Linked DNA regions of Salmo salar: region 2 is linked to region 1. A link is a contact called in public Hi-C data. All regions are on one chromosome and are shown on one strand. Each heading gives the region's core, a stretch centred on a gene start, on an enhancer-like site or on the middle of the called end of the contact. The rest is flanking DNA. Distances are from core to core; before and after follow the strand shown. Region 1 holds the start of LOC106580882 (RING-box protein 2). Region 2 overlaps rasa2 (RAS p21 protein activator 2).

Evidence for each region. Hi-C and Micro-C count contacts between places; a contact is called where the count stands out from the background.
Region 2: a Hi-C map of gill shows a contact between it and region 1, with 2.0 times the contacts expected there. The contact joins the enhancer-like site here to the promoter of LOC106580882 in region 1. A contact is called at or near these places in 2 of 3 Hi-C or Micro-C datasets (gill and muscle).

The regions. Positions count from the first base shown.
Region 1 is chrssa20:56,286,201-56,289,046 of Ssal_v3.1, reverse strand. It overlaps LOC106580882 (RING-box protein 2), which reads left to right and starts at 1,427. Exons shown (of 3, transcript XM_014162410.2): 1 at 1,427-1,733; 2 at 2,211-2,258; 3 at 2,698-2,846. The coding sequence starts at 1,559. The coding sequence ends at 2,816.
Region 2 is chrssa20:56,427,074-56,429,919 of Ssal_v3.1, reverse strand. It overlaps rasa2 (RAS p21 protein activator 2), which reads left to right. Exons shown (of 24, transcript XM_014162395.2): 10 at 2,393-2,543. Among protein-coding and RNA genes, the nearest start is that of LOC106580883, 24 kb to the left of the region's middle. Within about 2 kb of position 1,484, at least 2 of the 13 cell types and tissues checked have an H3K27ac peak or open chromatin away from gene starts, as enhancers often do. A contact at or near this core is called in gill, where this site is marked.

The DNA.
Region 1 (2,846 bases), core at 178-2,677:
ATTGACAAAATACATTTAAATCGATTTTAATCCCACTTTTTTAAAAAAAACATTGAAAAAAGGCAAGGGGCGTGAATACCTTCTGAAGGCACTGTATTGTTTAGATATGGTTACATCTACATAGTGGCAAATGTTTGGAAAGGCCTTTGCAGCAATCAGCCCTACAGAAAATACAATACCGAATAGCACAGACAAATGGCTTATATCATGTCTCCTCATCATATCAGATGTGTCTTGCACTCTATTGTTTCTTCCCATCCACAAAATTGACATCCAGAGAAACATGAACACTCCTTTAATATGTTTGTCTATATAGTATTTGACTCAGTTTCTCACCCAACTTACCCACATGGTCAGAAAATGCTACAGGGGTGAACCCCATGTTCATCAACCAGTTTATTTGTATTACCCTCTCACTAGTAGGATGTGAGTACACAAACACCATGTTTTAACAAAATGTTACACATTTACTTTTTTTAATAGTTCTTTATTATTTATTCTAGGCTAAAAGCAAATGAATGAGTTAAACTCTGTGGGAAGAAGTCCATCGAGGGGTCTCAAGGTACCGAGGCAACAGGATACTTTAAAAGCAAAGTGCAGAGCATTACAGAGTCCTGTGGTACTTTGCGATTGAGTAGAGGACTTGGAGGAAAATGGGGTGTAATTGCCTCAAAAGTATACAACCCTGTGAACTCAAGACCTGACTCAGCTGTACATCAACATTCCTAGTCATGCTATGTTTTGGAAAATAATTAATTGGCTTATGGCATGTATGTGCATCAGGCTGGAGTTTTTTTGGGATGAGATTGAAGTTTTGATTGCCTTCTATTGATGTTCTTTCATTCATTAGGACCCTGCATAGATAAACTTGGTTATTGGGTTAGGGTGTTCCTGTTGCGCTACAGTGACTTTGAAAGCCAGCATTTCCTGATTAAATAGCATGTTTTGGTTATTTCATACATATATCATTTCACATAACAGGGAGAGAGAACGCCACTGAGATCAAAACAGAGCTGAGTGTATGAATAATTTGAGAACTGTGGTTAGATTTGATTGAATTGTCTCAATGTTGTCCAAACATCTGTTTTGTATTTTGAGAAAGTCTGGTGTAGATACAGTATTCTCTGTTAAATAAGCAATATATATTACTTAAAAGTTTAGTGCCATTATTAGTTTAACCATAGGTATTTCAAGGGGTTATTTTTTTACTAATTTCATTGAAAAAGGTCAACTGAGCAACAGTAGCCATACAGTATATAAAAAACAACACACACACAGCAAAATAACCAGAACAGAAGGGTGCGCAATACAAAATAAGAGCATCCGCTACCTTTTCTTAGCTTCTTGAGACCGACAGTGAAGAATTTCAGCTTCATTCGCAGTAGCCTACCTTTTAATCTTTGGCTCCGCCATGTGTTAGTTTGTTAGTACTGCAGATGTGTTTTAGCGCATGAGCGCCTCCTGGTTTGTTTGTTCTGCTGGGCTGGTTTGTTTGCGCTACGGACTAGCTAGCCTGTTTATTTCGTCCATTTTGTTTTACCTTTAGCTAGATTATTCTATGGCAGAGATGGAAGACGGTGAAGAGCCGGGTGTAATTCACTCTCACAGCTCTACCTCGGGGTCAAAATCGAGCAGTGACAAGATGTTTTCTCTCAAGAAATGGAATGCTGTGGCAATGTGGAGCTGGGATGTGGAGTGCGATACATGCGCCATCTGTAGGGTCCAAGTTATGGGTACGTTTATTTAGCTAGCTAGCCAGCTACAGTAACTAGTTATAGTAGTACACCCATAGATAACTCTTAGTGTGCATTAAGCTAGCTAACAACAAGATAAATACAGTAGTTTAGTGGTCAGACAGTCACCTAGCTAAACTGATTAAGAGATGGCCATCATCATGTCATGGGCAGACAGACCGATAATGGATCCTAGTTGGATAGCTTAGCTTGCTAGATCATATCTAGCTACAAAACAGACAACTAACGTTAGCTAGCTAATATAGCTAACGTTAGAATTCTGAGAACATGACTCAAGGCATTGCAAGGAATCAAGCTAGTTACAGTAACCAACTACTCTCGCATGGGAGGACTGAATTGCTGTCAAGCTAGCTGTGTCAGTCCATTTGTCACCATGCAGGAATGGTCAGCGACAGCTGTGCACCAGTATGGCTAGTTGGTTAATACGTTTCCTTGATATATACCTTCTCTCCGCAGATGCATGCTTGCGGTGTCAGGCTGAAAATAAACAAGAGGACTGTGTTGGTAAGCTACTTTAAACGTCTTAGAGCCAAGCATTTATATAGCCCTAAGACACCAGACAGTTCAATCTGGTGTTCAGATCACCGGTAGGTATGACCCTGGTCCTACATGGGTCTGCTCCAGTGTTGGGGAAACCTGGATACACATTTTATAGATCCAGAACTGGGCCACAACTCCTACTGGTCTCACACCAGGAGATGTGCATGTGACAGATATACCTGGGTTTCTAGTCTAGTATATGGGGTTACAATTTGATAAAGCCAGGGTATCTTAACCTTGGTAAAGCAGAGTTTGTACTGTGTATGCATTTGGATACAAATATTGATTGTGTGTGTACCAATATGCTTTACCATGTATTCTGCTCTTCTGCTGACATGCTGAATTTGAAAATACCATGTAGCACACCATTTCATAGTCTGCTTCTGTCTCCCCTCTTTCACAGTGGTATGGGGAGAGTGCAACCACTCTTTCCACAATTGTTGCATGTCTCTCTGGGTTAAGCAGAACAATCGCTGTCCACTGTGCCAGCAGGACTGGGTCGTACAGAGAATCGGCAAATGAAGTCCCTCTAACTTCCCAATCCTTCCACTG
Region 2 (2,846 bases), core at 235-2,734, 140 kb before region 1:
TCCGCGCCAGGTTACTCACACTAACTCGAGAGATTTCGCATACTGACGCACCAATATGCAAAGGTGCACGTAGCGTCCGCATGCCCATAGGAGCCCACAGCTCTAGCTTCTAACTACACACTCAGACACTGCTGTGTGTGTATTCGGAAACACACAGGTTGCATTCGAAAGTGGCACGCTATTCCTTCTACACTGCACTACTTTGTACCAGAGCCACATAGTCTACTAGTGAAATCAGGTGACCGTGACACACTTTCTTTCTCTCACATGGACACGTCGTGCACTCACTGCACGCAGCCACACGCCTGCTGCTGCGCTCAACCTGAAGAATGTAATCTGACTGCCGCGCTAGCTAGCTGAAATGAATAGACTGATTAGCAGATGACAGATAAGGGGACATGACACAGAGGGTCTTACGCACTCCGCTGCTACTTGCCTCGTTTTATCAGCCACAACAATCCGGCGCTCTGACGTCACACCCCTCACAATGCTGACCTTCTTTTCTGCATAGATCCGTGGATGCTAGATCAGATCTGCACATTGTGAGGTGGATGTTAAAAAGGCCCATACTCACAAATAATCCGAGGGGTACTGTTGATCTAGGATCAGGTTCCCCCTGTCCATATAATCTTATTCATTATGATTTAAAAGGCACAACTGATCCTACAATATATCAGTCCTGCTGCAATACTCTTTGTGAATAGAGGAATAGGGGTACATCCAGTTCCTTGATATTTTTTCCTATTTTTACTTAATAGTAATACGTTTTTTTTCTTTCTTGTGTTTTAAAGCTGCTACACATCGGATTTATAATTTTTTTTGTATTGTAATTTCAGAATTTCCATTTATATCTGGCGCTAATAGTGGAATTATAGTGTTTCACAGTATTACTTACCCGCCAGTGTTGTGATTGGCTATGATATTCGCCTATTGATTTCTCCTGCCTGAACAGCGTCTGTTGTCAAACTGGGAAAACTGTTCTGACTTTGTGGCTGTGTTATCTACTGGAAATCACTATCATTTCCTGGTAGCTAAAATTCAACACTTCTCTCAATTTCAGTTTACCTGAGAAAATAAGCACTGAATAGTGTAGGGAATCATTGTATTATTTTTATAGCTGTTGGCGGTTTTGGTCTACCAGCTTCAAACAGCGGTTTTCGAAATGATCCAAAATCCTACGTCTAGCACCTTAACAATATATAATTGGAGATGAACCTGTGCCAGATCCTGTCCCCCGGTCTAGCAACTCTATATCTGTGGTACTTTTTTTGGACTGGTTACTTCCGTCGTCTTCAGACTGCTTTGAACACTGCGATGGTGGTGTTCTGTAAAGTGTGTGTGTGTGTGTGTGTGTGTGTGTGTGTGTGTGTGTGTGTGTGTGTGTGTGTGTGTGTGTGTGTGTGTGTGTGTGTGTGTGTGTGTGTGTGTGTGTGCGCGTGCGCGCATCTAGGTGATAAGGGATTACGCAGATACCGATCTATGTGTTTTGCATGAGGGCCGTGAGACTAGTGTGTGGGTGTCAGTTTGCATGGAGACAGCAGAACCCCATCTCCTTTAGAGAGAGGGAGAGAAAGGCAGGGATGATCTATACATACACTCTAACATACAGACCCACAACTCGGCTGAACAAAATGTATATTGATCTATTGACTGTCCCAGAGTACATGGGCTCAACTGAGGTTTCTGGGTGTCTGAGTACTGCAGTACGATTACAGTTCAAGCAGATTAGAGACAAACATAGCTGCAGCTTTCGAAGCGATGAAGAGTTCCAGCCTGATGTATATCTGTGAAAACTGCTCCATCTGTTGGTGGCTAGGCAGCTGTACAGGCTCACCAAGCTCATTCACATGCTGCTTAAACACGCAGCTTAATTGCTCAACTATGCATTGTTTTTCTCGTTCTGTTTGAAATCTTTGCATATTTTTTTGATTTTTTTTTTTAAAGCTACTACACTACCAGAGGTGTAAAACTCCAACTCCAAAGCTTTTGTTATATAAATGCTACTTTATTATGTTTGTTTAATCGATGTGGACAGGAAATGGATTTGAAAGTGAAAAAGCACTATATGGCTGAAAACGTTACATTTCATGACCCATGTTGTGGGCAGCATTGACAGCATCATTTGCGTCTCACCACTAGGGTTGCGAAATTCTGGCAACTTTGCCAAAACTCCCAGTTTTTCCAGACATTCTGGTTGGAGGACTCCAGATGTCCTGCTTACTCTGTCCTGATTCCATGAAGCTTTTAACCGGTATTTCTATATTAAACCTGGACATAAGTTATCGGAAATGTGCAGCCCTACTCACCACTGTCAAATACAAATGTGTCGGCTTGGCCATCACTCTAACGCTGACTGGGTGTGTTTTGTTGGGTGTCTTTCCCTGGTCCACAGGTATCTCCTCCAGCCTAAAGGGAATGGGAAGTCCAAGACAGACGACCTGGGCTCTCTGAGGCTCAACGTAACCTACATCGAGGACAATGTGCTGCCATCGGCCTGCTACACACCGCTCCGCACGCTGCTGCTCAAGTCCCCAGACATTAAGGTACTAACCTCACACACCTGGTCTGCCTGAATGGTACATTATGCTCATTAAGGAACTTAAAGGGATGCTAGCTGATACCTATATGCTTCCAGTCATTGTGCTAACGCTAATTAGCATTGGCTCAGGAAACTACCTCAAACGTCGTTCATGCTGGACACAGACATAACAATGGCATCCACAAGTTCATCTGACTTAGGGGAAGTAGATACAGGGCCTCATTGCCCAAATCCCCAAGTTTCAGTTTAAGGAAGAAAGTTATGAGTGTACAATAGAGGACGCATAGGACCGACAATCTGTCAAAAA